Linked DNA regions of Rattus norvegicus: region 1 is linked to region 2. A link is a contact called in public Hi-C data. All regions are on one chromosome and are shown on one strand. Each heading gives the region's core, a stretch centred on a gene start, on an enhancer-like site or on the middle of the called end of the contact. The rest is flanking DNA. Distances are from core to core; before and after follow the strand shown.

Region 1 (6,938 bases), core at 2,458-4,957, 230 kb after region 2:
CTTAGCATTCATATCTTATTTAAAGGCATTTTTATTAGAACTAATTTACACCTCTTTATTAATAGTTGAAAGGTAAGTGGATTTAATTTTATTTTCTATAACCCTTGACAACTAATTACACTGCCAGTCATTGTGTCTATGGCATACTGAATATCATCTTCTCAACCACAAATTCAAGCCATGATGTCCTTGGTTCATAAAAACAAGAAGCCTCATTTGAAAGAGCAAATAGTCTAATAATGTACTACTTCTCATTTTTCTCCATATGTATATAAAAATATATAGTAATTATTAATTGCAAATTTATCTATTATGGAGATAAGGATGATTTACAACATGATAACCTACTGCTGTTACTAATAAGAATACTAAAGTAAGAAATACGAAGTAAAGTATTTTTAAAAGTAAGCTTAAAAAGTTTCAATGCTCAAAATTTAAATCATAGATTAAATCAGTGTGTATTGGTGGTGGGGGTGTGTTCAATTTTCAAAACTTCAGAGTCCTCTATAAAACTGTTTGGTAAGCTCAATATACAATAGAAATTTAGCAAATAAAATTTCAAACAAAATCCATGGAATAGAGCCTTTCCAATAAAGTCAGCAGACTGAACACATAGTATTCAGTTATACAGGTTCTGTATCTCAAGGACATCAACATCTTAAAAAACAAACAAACAAACAAAACCAATACTGCCCTATACCCCGATTTCATTTCTTAAAAGGAAGAAAAATTAATAGTCCCATGCTTATTGGGAGTTAGGAAAAAATAAAAATAAAAAATCTATACCTGTAAAATCATCTTGAAATGTTTAGTCCAGAACCCAATTCTAAGCCCTCAATCCTGGGAAATAAAAAAAACTGACTTAAGGAGTCTTAATTTTGAGCCTAATTATTGGTCTAAAATATGGATTCAACAATTCCGAGTTTTCTCCAAATCTGCCCACTAATGCATTTCTAGGCCTCCATTATGTTATATATACTTAAATATCTACTCAAATAAAAAGAACCAGCTGGTAAAGGTGGTTCAAGCTCATAATACCAGCAACTCAAAAGGTTAAGGGAGGCAAGAAGATTGTTGCCAAGCTCAGTGTCAGCCTGAGTAACTTAGTGAGACTCTACCTCAAAATAAAGTGCTGAGGATATAGCTCAGTGGCAGGGTACTTGCAGAGCACTGAGTACTTTCCTTTAATTCCAAGAACTCCAGTTAGTTAATAAGGTAGAACTGCTTCAATAGTACCCTAAATAAAAGTTCAAATAAACAGCCAACACCACCACTGTGTGGCATCATTTCTATTGTCAAGTATCCTATACCTAACGAAACTGAACTAGACCCAAGATTTTTTAACCTAAACTTCCAGCATAATTTCTTAGTCTTGTTATCTTCATTGTTTTTACTATAACGGAACATGTCAAGTATGTTCTAAATGTGTAGCAATGAGTAGAAAAAAAATAAGAGTATCAAAGTGGTACTCTACTAGTAAAATAAAATTCCGAAAGATAACTGAGTCATATTTCTAAAAATTTCTAAAAGCATCCCGAATAGTGGCTCAGATGGAGCAAACATTCCCCCACCACCACCCAAAAAACAAAAAACAAAAAAACAAAAAAACCACTGAAATTAATAACTTAAAGCAAACCAGAGTTTAGAAAAAATGTCTTACATGCAGACTTAAAGTCAAAACTTTCTCAGAATCATTTCAGATATGAGGTCCCTCATTTTACAGAGAATGAGACGATTTATTTCGCTCTCCAAAAAACGATGCTGAACAATTTAACTGAAAATATTAGTAATAATTTTCAGCTGACTTAGAAAAACCCTTACGCTATCTCAAAAAGTTTAAGCTTTCTTTTTCCTCTAAAGATTGTAAAGGCAACCTCCAAAACTGGCGGTGCTAAATACTGAACAGTAATATAAATCAGTGGAAAGGAAATACTTTCAACCAAACGGGAACAGTTAAGCCAAAATAACTTCTAGCGTTACCGAAGATTTGAAAGATTAAACCTCAACTTTGCTAACGAAGAGTAAAAAAGCAGCTCCTCCTTGCACTGGGGGGCAACACACACCACTGAAGCAATAGCTCCACCTACTGATCCATGATACTTCCTTAAACATTTTGGCACCCCAAAGTCTACACCGCTGGAGTTCATTCCCCCTCCCTCCCTCCTCCACTCGCTCTGACCCAACCCAAGTCCGTTGAGTCACTAGCTCCTAGCACTCATCCTCCGTGCTCTTTATTCCAATTCCTTTTCCCTCCAGAAGGTTCTGCACGGCCCACAAGTATGAAGAAAACCGCAACGTGTCAAAGCCCGCGGCCACAGCATGGATCCCGGATTTGGATGAGCACCTGAGGCGGCTCAGTCGTGCGCTCCCGGGAAGAGGCCCCGGGCGCGTCCTAACACCTTCTCCCCGGGGTCTCATTCGGTGCACACTCGTTCTCCGGGTTGAAATCGTGGCCTCGCGCCCTTGCCTCCGCCGGCCCTTCAGCCCGCCAACAGCCGGCCTAGCCTCCGCCCCCCTCCGGGAGCCAAGGGACCGGGGAAGCCTCGCAATGTCCCTCCGCCAGGTCTTCGCGCGAGTCTCTTCCCCGCAGCGCTCCCCAAGTCCACCGACCCACGCCCCTCTCCGGTGCCCGCCGGACCCTCGCCCGCTGCCCTTCCTCACCCTTTCATCTTCTCCGTCTGCTGAGGCCGTCGTTACAGCCGCCACCAACGCCGTCGTCCTCGTCGCCCCGAGCTCTCCGCGCCCTAAGCTCAGGCCACTCAACCTCACACGCCGGCCTCTTGGCTGAGGGGACGACGAGGCCTCGAAAGCCAAGCCAGGCCCTGAAGCTCTAGAAGACGCGGGGAGATCTGCCGCCGCCGCGCTGCTGCCGCCGTCGCTTCTCCACACGTGCACTCCGGACACTCAGCTCCCGCCCGCAGCTGCCGCCAGCCAGACCCGCCGCCGCGCTGTGACCTTTCACCCCGCCCCCTCAGCGCGCCGGCGCGTCCGCCGCGTCGCGCGCAACCGCAGTGCTCGGCGCCGCCAGGACTCCACCCCCTCCTCTTTCTCCAGGGCTGGGCCTACGGTCGGCTAGCTCCACCCACCCTTTGCGACACTCCAGTGGAGCTTGCTTGGTAGGCTCCGGCGGTAAAATCCGGATTTTTCCACCCTTCCCTCTCTTTCAAACCAACAAGATCAGCCTGTCCCGCCCCCACCCACTTTCTAGACCTCCAGTGACCTTCAAATCCTCTTGTCCCCTAATAGGGTTTTACAAAATGGATTCTTCTCAATGTAAGAAAGCCTGTGGAGGCTTGCAGTAAATGTGTTTTAAATTCAAAAGGTAACGATGGGTCTGGATAATTTGGCCATCCTCCAGCAGGCAAACCTCACAGGTTTTTTTTTTTTTTGAAATCACGTGATAGGCTTATGCCTTCCAGCCAGGATTTTACTGGGGCCTTTAGAGGCGGGACTCATCGCCATTTCCGGTCCCTAGAGCGTGACTCAGCGTCACTTCCTTAGCAATGCACTTTAACCCTTGCCATCCTCGTTTTCTGTACTGTAGTTTATATAACCCAGTCATTGTGAAAAAGAAAATAACGCTTTTCCTAAATCGCGGAACCATTCACATCCAAGCAATCCGCAAAGGTTCAAGCCTGCGAGACGCAGCGTGCCTGGGGAGGGGAAGCGGGGTGGGGCTTGAGGTCACATGACTAGCTAGGGCTGACCCGCCTCCTGCAGCTGAAGACTTCCCCTCTCTCAGTGACAGAGCCTCTGGGTCCGGTCTAGGTACAGATTCTGCATTGCGAGCCCGGGCAGGTGAGGTGCGACAGGTAACTGGTGGCTGGTGGGAACGATTGACGGGGTGGGGTGAGAGTATATAGACACTGGGATGTGTGAACCGCGGCGTGCGGTGCTTGGGGCTCCTTTCGCGTTGTCCTCCTGCATGAGCGAGGAGCTCATTTTTCTAGATCTGCTGGACCCCTGACCCTTCACCTTAGTCCACGACGAGGGATTATGATGCCCACCTTTCCCTGTGTTGAGAGCGAGTGCGGCCATTATGGTTCCTTCTTTAGAGCATTTGGGGCTGATTCAGGTGGTAGAATTGTTTTAGCCATTTCTTGGGGGTCTGCAGCAAACGACGGGTCCCATTCCCCAAAGCTCCTTCCTTGGCAAAGGCCTTGGCCTGGTTGATCAGAATGGAGGAAAACCCCTGTAGGCAGAGGCGTCTCCGGTGAGACAGGCTTAGTAGGGAATGTCACTGATATGGCCCTCACTGCAGTCACACTGAAGGGCTTCCCCACAAATGTGCGTTCTCAGTGATTCTAAGGGTTTTGTCCGACATCCTTGCAGGAGAGGTTTAGTGAGTGTTTGGATGAGACTGGAAGGGTAAGAACGGGCCTTATTTCTTCGGAGAGAAGAAGGTTGTACAATCCTCAGAACAGGGTGTTGGTAATGCGACAGTCTCAGTTGAATGGGAAGGCGATGAAAGATGGTGTTACCTTTTTGGGCTGGAGACCCAGACTAGTTTACAGGAAAGTGACGAGGTTTTCCCGAAGGGGAAGTAATTCTTTGGAAACTGATCAAGCTGAAAACATAATTAATCCAAATCTATTTGCCTATAATTTAAAGGCAAGGAGAGTCTAGACATTACTGACTGTGGGTCATTCCTTTTTGACATTTCTTTTAAATCCTACAAGTTATGCCCTTCCCAATCAGTTTAAATCTGTGAAGAAATGCTTATGTTCCTAATTCACTTCTGCATTTGTTAAAGAGATTCAAGTGACCCTTCTCAGACTTGAGTGCATAATATTTTGTGAAAAGTACAGAAATTGTTTTGCTTAGGGTTGCCCAACCCTTTGTACTCCATTTTATATGCACCATAGTAGCCAATGTTTTCACCTCAAACAATGCACTTGACCAAAGGAATGTTCTTCAGTTTGGGGCTAAACTCTTTTATTTGTGCTACAAGCTTAGAAAGTTCATTGCTTTGAATCCAAAGGCCTTACAAAATCAGAGATTTGACTTTTATAACCTAAAGAATGCATTTTCTTATGTGAAATAAGATTTTTAGTTAAATCTCAGTTCTATGCAATGTAATTGAGGAATCTATTTTTTAATATCTGCTGAGGACTTGGGGATATGGTTCTTGCTTCCACTGCATGCTCGAGGCTCTTCACCCAGTCCTCATACTAGAAAGAAAAAAAAAAATAGGAAAAGGATGGAATGATTATCTTACAGTGATTGGTGCTCTTTTTTATCCCCTTCCAAATTTTCTTATCAGATTTTGTTTAAAAAGCTAAAAGCCAAAACCTTAAACTGATAACAATTTAACAAGATAGAAAGACTGGCCTATTTGCTACTTCTTACTAAAATATTGCCTTAATGATTTTGCATTGCCCAAATTACCATTGTGTGCTTGTGATCCAGACTAGACAATAGGTATGTTTCTATAACAAGCTTAAATATAGATTCTTAAATAGTTTGTTCCTTTGCATTGCTAATCATTCTGTGGTATGGATGGCACCACAGTTGGTTGAACCATTCACTTGTTGACATTTTTATTTGTGTCTGTTCCTGCACGTAGAGGCCAGAGGTGCCTTCCTTTGTTGCTCTCCCCACCTCAACCCCCCTTTTTTGAGCTAGGTTCTCTCACTGAACCTGACTCACTGATTCAGGAGCCTAGCTGGCCATTCAGCCCCAAGGATTCTTCTGTCTTTTGCCCTGAGCACCGAGGTTAAAGGCACAGTACCACACTTTACTTTTACATGGCCACCTGGGAGGCTGAACTCAGATTTTCATATGTGCAAAGCATGTGCTTTCACGACTGAGTCATCTCCTCAGCCTGAAATATAATTTTACCCATCATTTTTCCTCCAAAGTGAGAGAGAAAAAAAATTGGCACTGCTTCATGCCCATGTGACATTCCACCAAATAAACAGAATTCCTTCGTGTTTTAAAAGTCCAAACCAGTTCTGTGCAGGTGTACTGGGCTGGAGGAACCCAGTTTGAAAGCACTGAGTCCTGGTGGAGGAGAAGTTCATAAGAAAGGCTGGATGAGTCTGCAGTTTTATTTCACAGTTAATTGCTCCAGTTTTAGGGAACTCAAGAAAGCAGTACCTTAGACTTCTAATGAAATCGGGAGGATTAGCAAATCTGGAATTGGCAACCAAACAGCTAAGGAGAGTAAATATTAAAGAAGAATTTGATGCTGTATACACACAGATGGTTTGAGCGCTGGAAGGCATTTCTGATATTAATGAGATTTCTGTGTGGGTCTGGGTATAATGGCTCCCTCCTTTAATCTCTGCACTGGGTCTGGCAGAGTTCTTTGAGTTGAAGGCCAGCCTGGTCTACAAAGTGGGTTCTAGGCCAGCCAGGGCAACAAAGTAAGACCTTGTTTCATAGGTGAGAAGGCCTATGGGGGAAGGGAGAGACAGGGAAGGAGGGGGAAAGAGAGAATTTAAGGGTTGGGGCCCCAACGCCCTTTATTTCTTACTCTGAAATCTCCCTTAATTACCCTGTCTTTGCAGGGTGTCACCAGTGAACGTGTGTCCTTTCCTTTGGGCCACGGTAGCCAATTAGTCCTTTAGGCTGATATACCCAATATTCTGTATTTCTTTACTTCTCCATATAGGCTACTTTTGGTAGCTGGGGTATTCCTCAGTAAACCTCCCTGCAGTTAAAGAACAATCTGTCTCTGTTATATCTTCTGCACAAGGATGCTGAAGTGGATAGAAGAGGCCCTGTTAAAGCAAACAGAATACTGAGGGCCCTGATGGGTCGTTTATTGAATAAGCGTTGAATGATTAAAAAGGAAATTAAACTGCCTTAATTGTTACGAATTATAGTTCCCTAAAGGCTGTGCACTAAGTATTAACTTCTCAGTCCAAGTTTCCAAATCCTAAATAGAGTAGATATGAGCCTGTGTGGACTTTATTAATTCAGTAAGCACCTTG
Region 2 (6,976 bases), core at 3,572-6,071:
CAGTCTTCCTAACTCTCTACTGTCTTTCTCGTTACATTTCACTCCTCAAACATGTTGTCAATTTCAGAGCTTACAATCCAGCAAAGGAGATGAGTCACAATGACTATTTTCCCCCTGTGGTGCTGAGTTCAGATTGATGCCCAGATGTAAAATACATCAGGCAAATTCCCTCACACTAACCTCTGTGTCAGACCAACAATTAAGATTTGGTTTCTCATGACTTGGTTTACCTACTTTTATTTCAAGTTTTATTAACATGAGTTCTGTAATATTTTCATACATGTACATATACATACATTATATCACACCAACTGCCCTCTCTCCTCACCCTCCAACTGGTCCCCTTCCTCTTTACAATCAAGCAAGTATCTCCCTCCTACTTTCACATCTTTTTCTAAACTCTAGAGAAAACAAGTAATATTTATCTCTCTGAGTCTGGTTCAGTTCCACTTAATAGCTTCTAATTCTATTTCCTGCACATAGGATTTCATTCTTTTTGTAACTGAATAAATACTTCCTACATACATCACATTTTCCTCATCCACTTATCTTCTGATGGACATCTAGGCTGAATTCATACCTTGACTACTGAGAACAGAGTCATAATAACCATGGAAGCACAGGTATGCCTGTGGTTGCCTAACGCTCCTCTGGGTATAAACCCAGGAGTGTACAACTGCAATCTAAAGGTGGTTCTTTCGGTGTTTTTAGTTTTGAGGAACCTCTATTCTGGTTGTACTAATTACATTCCAACAGCAACATACAGGGGCTCCTCTTCAGCTCCCAATATCCTCACTAATATTTGTTTTCTTGATGACAGTAGCCATTCTGGTGAGGTAAGCTCTCAGTGTGGCTTTGATTTGCATTTCATTGGTGGCTGAAGATAATAAACGTTAAAAAAAAATTCTCTCTGTGTGTGCTCTCAGAGGCCAAAAGAGGATGTCAGAACTCCTAAAGTCAGAATTACGGGTGATCGTGAACACTCAGTCAGTCCTCCAGAAGAATAGCACTGTCATCTGTCCAGCTCCTGAACATTTTTCTCATGTATTTATTGATCATTTGTACTTGTTTTGAAAACCGTTTGGTTTATTTGCCCACTAATATCAAAGTCTTCTTTCCGGTGTTTAGTTTTTAAAAGTTCTATATTCTGGTTACCAGTGCCCTGACAAATCACTAAAATACAATAGGAAAATACCTTTACCCATATTGGAGGCTATTTCTTCACTCTTTGAATTCCAAGTGTGCAGTTTTTTAAAAGGGCATAATATCATTGCCAATTCTTTTATTATATTTATTTGCTTATCTCTGGGGGTGAAGGAGCACATACACAGTGTACATATGAGGGCCAGAGAACAATTTGCATGAGTTGTTTTCTTCCTTCCACCATATACATGCCGGGAATAAACTTTGGCAGCAAAACTCACTGGGCCACCTCATCAGCCCACTTTTGTCAAGTCTCATACAGAAAGTCTTTGCCTGTGCCTGTATCTTGACGTGTTCTCCTGGTTTCCTCTAGGAGGTTCACATCACCTTTCATTAAGGCTACTGATCAATTCTGAACAGACGTTTTACAAAGGGGGGAAAGTGATATGGTTTCAGCTCTACGTATGAACACAATCTTCTCGGCACCATCTGCCACCAACAATTAAGTTTTACAGTGGTGATGCCAGTAACACCTGTAGTGGAAGTAATGAAGCGTCAGCTAAGACAGTCTAGGTACTTACTATATGCGGATTGTTCTAAGCTCTTTGCAACTATTAGTTTCTTTAATACAAGAGCTCCATGAAGTGGTTACTACTTTGACTCATTTTATAGATGAGGAAATTAAAGGGCAAAGAGTTAACCAACTGTGAAGTTCATTTGTAGTAGAAACATAACCAGCATTTAACTGGACACGGAACAGGTAAAAGTCGAAATGAGCCATTGCATTTACAGAGTTATATTCCAGCAAGGCACCAAAACAATTCAACTCAAAGAGTACTGTTTTCAATATTCCTTTGAAAAAGTCAGACTCCTACCTCGTACAGGGTACAAAATTTAGCTTAACATTAAGTCATATATTGAGATGTTAGAACTAAAACTGTAGGACTATTAGAAGAAAACATGAGTATAACAGCTGTGAACCTTAGGTCAAGCTGGAGAACAGAGTCAAAAGCAGAAGAAACCGAGATGTGGGGTGGATAGTTTGGTTCATCAAAAATTCTAAATGTTATACTCAAAGGTACAATCAAAAAAGTGAAAAAGATGCCTAGTGCAGCGGCAAAAGTTATTTGCAAATCATTTACCTTGTATCTAGAATCTATTTTAAAAATTCTCGTAACTGGACTATGCAAACAACCAAATTTAAGCGGGCGTAGGTCTTGAATGCGTAGGTCTTGAATAGGTATCTCCAAATAAGATACTGCAGATGGTAAGGAAGCACATGAAAGGAAGAAGAGACTGTCAATAGAGGCTGGTGGGATGGCTCAGTGGTTAAGAACCCTTGTTGCTCTACCTGAGAACCTGAGTTCAATTCCCACTACCTACATGATGGTTCACAACCATCTGTAACTCCAGTTCCAGGGGATCTGACAACCTCTTCTATCCCACAAAGGCACCAGGTAGCATGCGGTGCACATACATACATGCATGCAAAGCATTCATACAATATAATATAAACCTTCTTTAAAAATGACCAACACACTCTCTTGCTCTTGTTCTTTTCTCTCCCCGTTTGTCCCCTCCCCCACCCCCGCCCATGCTCATAGCGGATCTTTACTTCTCCCCTCTTCTACTCTTCTTCTCTCATTAAACCTCTCTCCTCGTGGAAAAAAAAAAAAAAAAGACCAACATAATTAAATACTAGTCAAAACCACTTGAGGGTGACTTTAACAAAAGAAAATACAAGTACTGGGAAGAGTATGGAGAAACTTTGAACCTTCATATATTTGATGTTTGGAATAGAAATTTACATAGGCACTTTGGAAGTCCACTGGGAAGTTACTCAAAAATTTAAACACCATTACCATGTGACCCAGCAATTCCCCTACATAAACATTCAACAGGATTAAAAACATTAGTCCCTAGAAAACCTTTAAGTGAATGTCCACAATATTATAGTTAATAGACAGAAGTGGAAACATCTCAACACGCCCATTAATTGATGACTATATAAATATATATGATATATCTATGCAATTGGGATGTCACTTTGCGATAAGGTATAAAGTACTGACATAGGCCACAATGTGGATGAAGTCTGAGTGCATTAACTATGAGAACCAGGAGGGTAGCACAGCCCTCTAATCTCAGCTCAGGAGGAGAGACAGGCAATCCCCAAAGTGGCTAGCTACATGAGCCAAATCAGCAAGTTCTAGATTCAAGGGAGAGACCCTGCTGCAATATAGAAAATAAAGAACCAAGACACCCAATAGCAGCCTCTGACCTACACACACACACACACACACACACACCATATACACTTGCAAGAAAATGTTAAATGTAAAAAAGCAAAATTCAAGTACACCATGTATAAACTACCTGATGTTAATGTCTCTGCATCGTTAATGAAAAGCCTCGGCATTAATCCCACAACTCTGGGAGACATACACTGTCTTAAGAGACAGCACAGTATTATGGCTAAGAATTCGGCCTGGAATCAGGCTGTATAGATTCACTCTTGAGCTTTGTTGAAACTAACTAGATATGTACGCTGCCCATTGGAATCCCTGCCTGACACACACTAACTCCTATTTCAGTGTAGATGACATCCATGGCAATTCTTCTTTTCTCAAATGAGGTAAATAAGGCTTAGCGAACATAATCACATTGCTCACAGTGACACAAATGACAAGGAGAGGAAGGAACTGGCCCTAGGTGTCACTGACTGTAAAGTACGTGCTAGGAAACTACAAACAACGGGTTGACTCTGTTGGTTAAAACATGCAAGTCTTTAAAAGAGAGGGAATTTTTATTTCAAATTATATTTAAAATATTACATTTTTTCCACAAGTTAAAACTCTACCAGCCTCAACCCAAGAAACAGTCATGAATCTGAAGCAAAAACACGTGAGGAGCTAAAAGCAGGGGTCAAAGGTCCATATTCCTGTTTCCCTTCCTCCAAAGGGCAGTTGTCAGGAACTTAGGAAAACAAGCGCTGTTTTTGCGTCATAACAGAGACTAGAGGTATTTTAATGACAGTAAATAGATCACCATACCCTGCAGAAGTGGGGCCTGTGTGGAGAAAATGAGGAATATTAATTGCTTCCTAATGCTAAATCCTTTCATATTTCTCAGGCTCTTTCCTGATCCACATACAAACACAGGCCTCTTCCTAGGCTTCCCCAACACCCTCACTGCCTTCTCTTCCCAGTTTTCCCTCCCACACATCCTGAGATCGAGCTCCGACCTTCACAAGCAGCGCCAAGCACCGTCTGGAACAATTTCATACATCTGACTCCCAAGCCCAAACTCTCAAGCAGCCCTTCCTTAGAAACCCTGTCCTAACTTAAAGGACGCGCCCTGTCCCAACACCAAGTACACGGCGTTCCCCAGTTGGACACCAAACATCTGGAGCACCCGACAGCCTCGGGATATTTCCCGCCAGCGGGGTGCAGGGACGCGGCGCGCGTGCGCGGGGCTCGACGTCCCGCAGGAGCACCAGGCGCTACCCGGAACCGCACTCTCGGGCTCTGCGAGGCGAGCGGCCGGCCCTATGGTGAGGACGCCTTCCCTGGGCGTCGGGACCGAGGCGGAGACGCTGGCCGCTTCTCCTCGCCCTGCGCGCGAACGTCAGGCCTTCCCCGCTTCACCCAACCTGCCTTGCTGCTGGCCGACTGCCGCCTCCACCCCGACTAAAAACTTGAGTCTCCAGAACCACAGAGCCCGCCACAGGGCAAACGCGGAAAGCGGCTTCCGGGCCGTTGCCCGGGTTACTGTAGCTCCGCCCCCACGCCTGTGCGTACATCCGGCAAGCTCCTCAGAGGCGTCCCAGAGGTGGTACGTGTGGCGCTAGGGCTGTGTTTGTTTTTGTTTTGTTTTTTTCCCGGAGTTCTCACCTAAAGGGCTGAATAATTCTCCCTTCATAAGCCTCGAGAAGTCTCCAAAAGAAACGTTGCTTTGCACACCAAGCTCCACATACCGCACTTACTTGCCTTAACTTTTGATCATTTACTAAAATATTTCTTGCAACCTATCAGTGAGCCAAACATGCTAGGTTCACTGGGAACTAAAACCAGACCCTGCCCTCAAGAAGTTTACAGCCCCATAAGCAGCAAGCTCTTGATGACAGAAATGTGTACAGTGAAAACAATATCTCAGGAAAGCTGAAATGCAAGGAGTAGTAGATCATTTAAAAAGAGCATTTCTACAGTGGGAAATTACCTATGCAAGGATGTACGTCAAATTGCAATGGAGGAGTAGTTGAGAGAACTTGATGGTTGTTGGTAGACTAGAGCCAGGATGTGCATAACTTCACAGATCATGTTAAGGACTTTACAATGAACGTCTTACCCTTGATAACTTCCCTTGAAACCCCTGACTTTCAGTTGTTAAGAAGAAAAGCTACACCTGAATCAGTGTCATCTAGGTGCAAGGAACTGCCTTCTGAGTTTCCACTCTGATTTAACGTGCGCATTCCTCTACGTAATCGTCATCATTCCTTCCTCTCCAACTTGCTGTGGTCACTTAGCAAGTTACCAGCACTGGCTCTCCTAAGTGCTTGCACTGCCGCAACTGCACATGTAAGACAAATGCCCGTGTTGATTCATGACCCCCCCAACTTTCCTACAGTTGATTGAGCATCTTGTTACAGATCCCTGCTCCGTTAATTCTCTCACTCCCCTAGGTGACAGTAATATACTTTCTTATTTATCTCCTCTAACCTCATGCCAGTCTGTGGACTTGCTTCTCATTTTGTTTTTAACACTGAATTTTAAGAAAACTTCAATCAGCTTCCATCACTTTCTGTCCTCCTATCAACATATTTACCCACAGAGTTTACCTTTTCCTTCAACTTCCGAAACCCAGTGAAACATGAGCGCACACGCACAGGCTCGGATATACATACGTGCGCGCACACGCGCGCGTGCACACACACACAAACGCATAAAAAACTACAAAGTACATATATAATAATCAAATCATTCAGAGCCAATGATAAAGAAAAAAAATTAAAAATAAATGTCCACAAGAACAAAAATAAAGATAACAATTTCTCTCTAGAAACAACTAGACAGTAGGACATTAGCATATATGTTGTCCCACTTCCTTCCTTGTTTTATTGTTTTACCCACTATATATCTTTTTAAAATGCATTTTCTTTAGAAAAATAATTAACAAACTGATTCTGAAATTCTTGTGAAAATACAGAAATTCCTACAATAGCCAAAACAAAAAGAACAAAATTTGATTTCTAAAAATGCCTGATTTTAAAACTTATTATAAAGATTATAATAGTCATAATGTCATGATATGGGTAGACAGGCATTCAAATATATCAGTGAAGTAAAACAAAATAAGCTCATACAAATGTAGAAAATTAATGTTTCACAAAGGTGAAATGGTAGCATTTAAAAATGAATCTTGCTGGAGCAGGTATATTCCCATGTGCAAAACAATGGATCTAAACATTATACTTATCACATTCAAGAAACTAATTGATAAGGATCACAGGACTGGAGATATAGCTCAGCTTGAAAAGTACCTGCTACCTAAAAAGGAAGACCTGAGTTCCATTCCCAAGCCAGGCATGGTGGTGTGCACTTGTAGCCAGGCATGGTGGTGTGCACTTGTAGTCTGTGCTGGTTAATTTTTAAATGCCAACTTGTCACAACCTGAGAAGAGAGCCTGTTGGCAGTCTGTGGGGAATTACCTTGATTATCGATTGAGGTAGAAGACCCAGCCCACTCTGGGCAGCACCATCCTTAGGCAGGCAGGCAGTTCCTCCCTGAATTGCATTTAAAGAAAAAGAAAAAGAAAAAGGAAAGAAGAAGGATGG

Evidence for each region. Hi-C and Micro-C count contacts between places; a contact is called where the count stands out from the background.
Region 1: a contact with region 2 is called in a Hi-C map of liver, with 2.3 times the contacts expected there. The contact joins the promoter of Atp6v1a here to the promoter of Spice1 in region 2. A contact is called at or near these places in 3 of 12 Hi-C or Micro-C datasets (frontal cortex and liver).

What each region holds. Positions count from the first base shown.
Region 1 is chr11:70,063,795-70,070,732 of GRCr8, forward strand. Atp6v1a (ATPase H+ transporting V1 subunit A) reads left to right here and starts at 3,708. Exons shown (of 15, transcript NM_001108318.2): 1 at 3,708-3,798. It overlaps Naa50 (N(alpha)-acetyltransferase 50, NatE catalytic subunit), which reads right to left and starts at 2,960. Exons shown (of 5, transcript NM_001309804.1): 1 at 2,662-2,960. The coding sequence starts at 2,669. LOC120095658 (a long non-coding RNA gene) reads right to left here. Exons shown (of 2, transcript XR_010056280.1): 2 at 5,080-6,938.
Region 2 is chr11:69,833,379-69,840,354 of GRCr8, forward strand. Spice1 (spindle and centriole associated protein 1) reads right to left here and starts at 4,822. Exons shown (of 18, transcript NM_001008285.1): 1 at 4,800-4,822.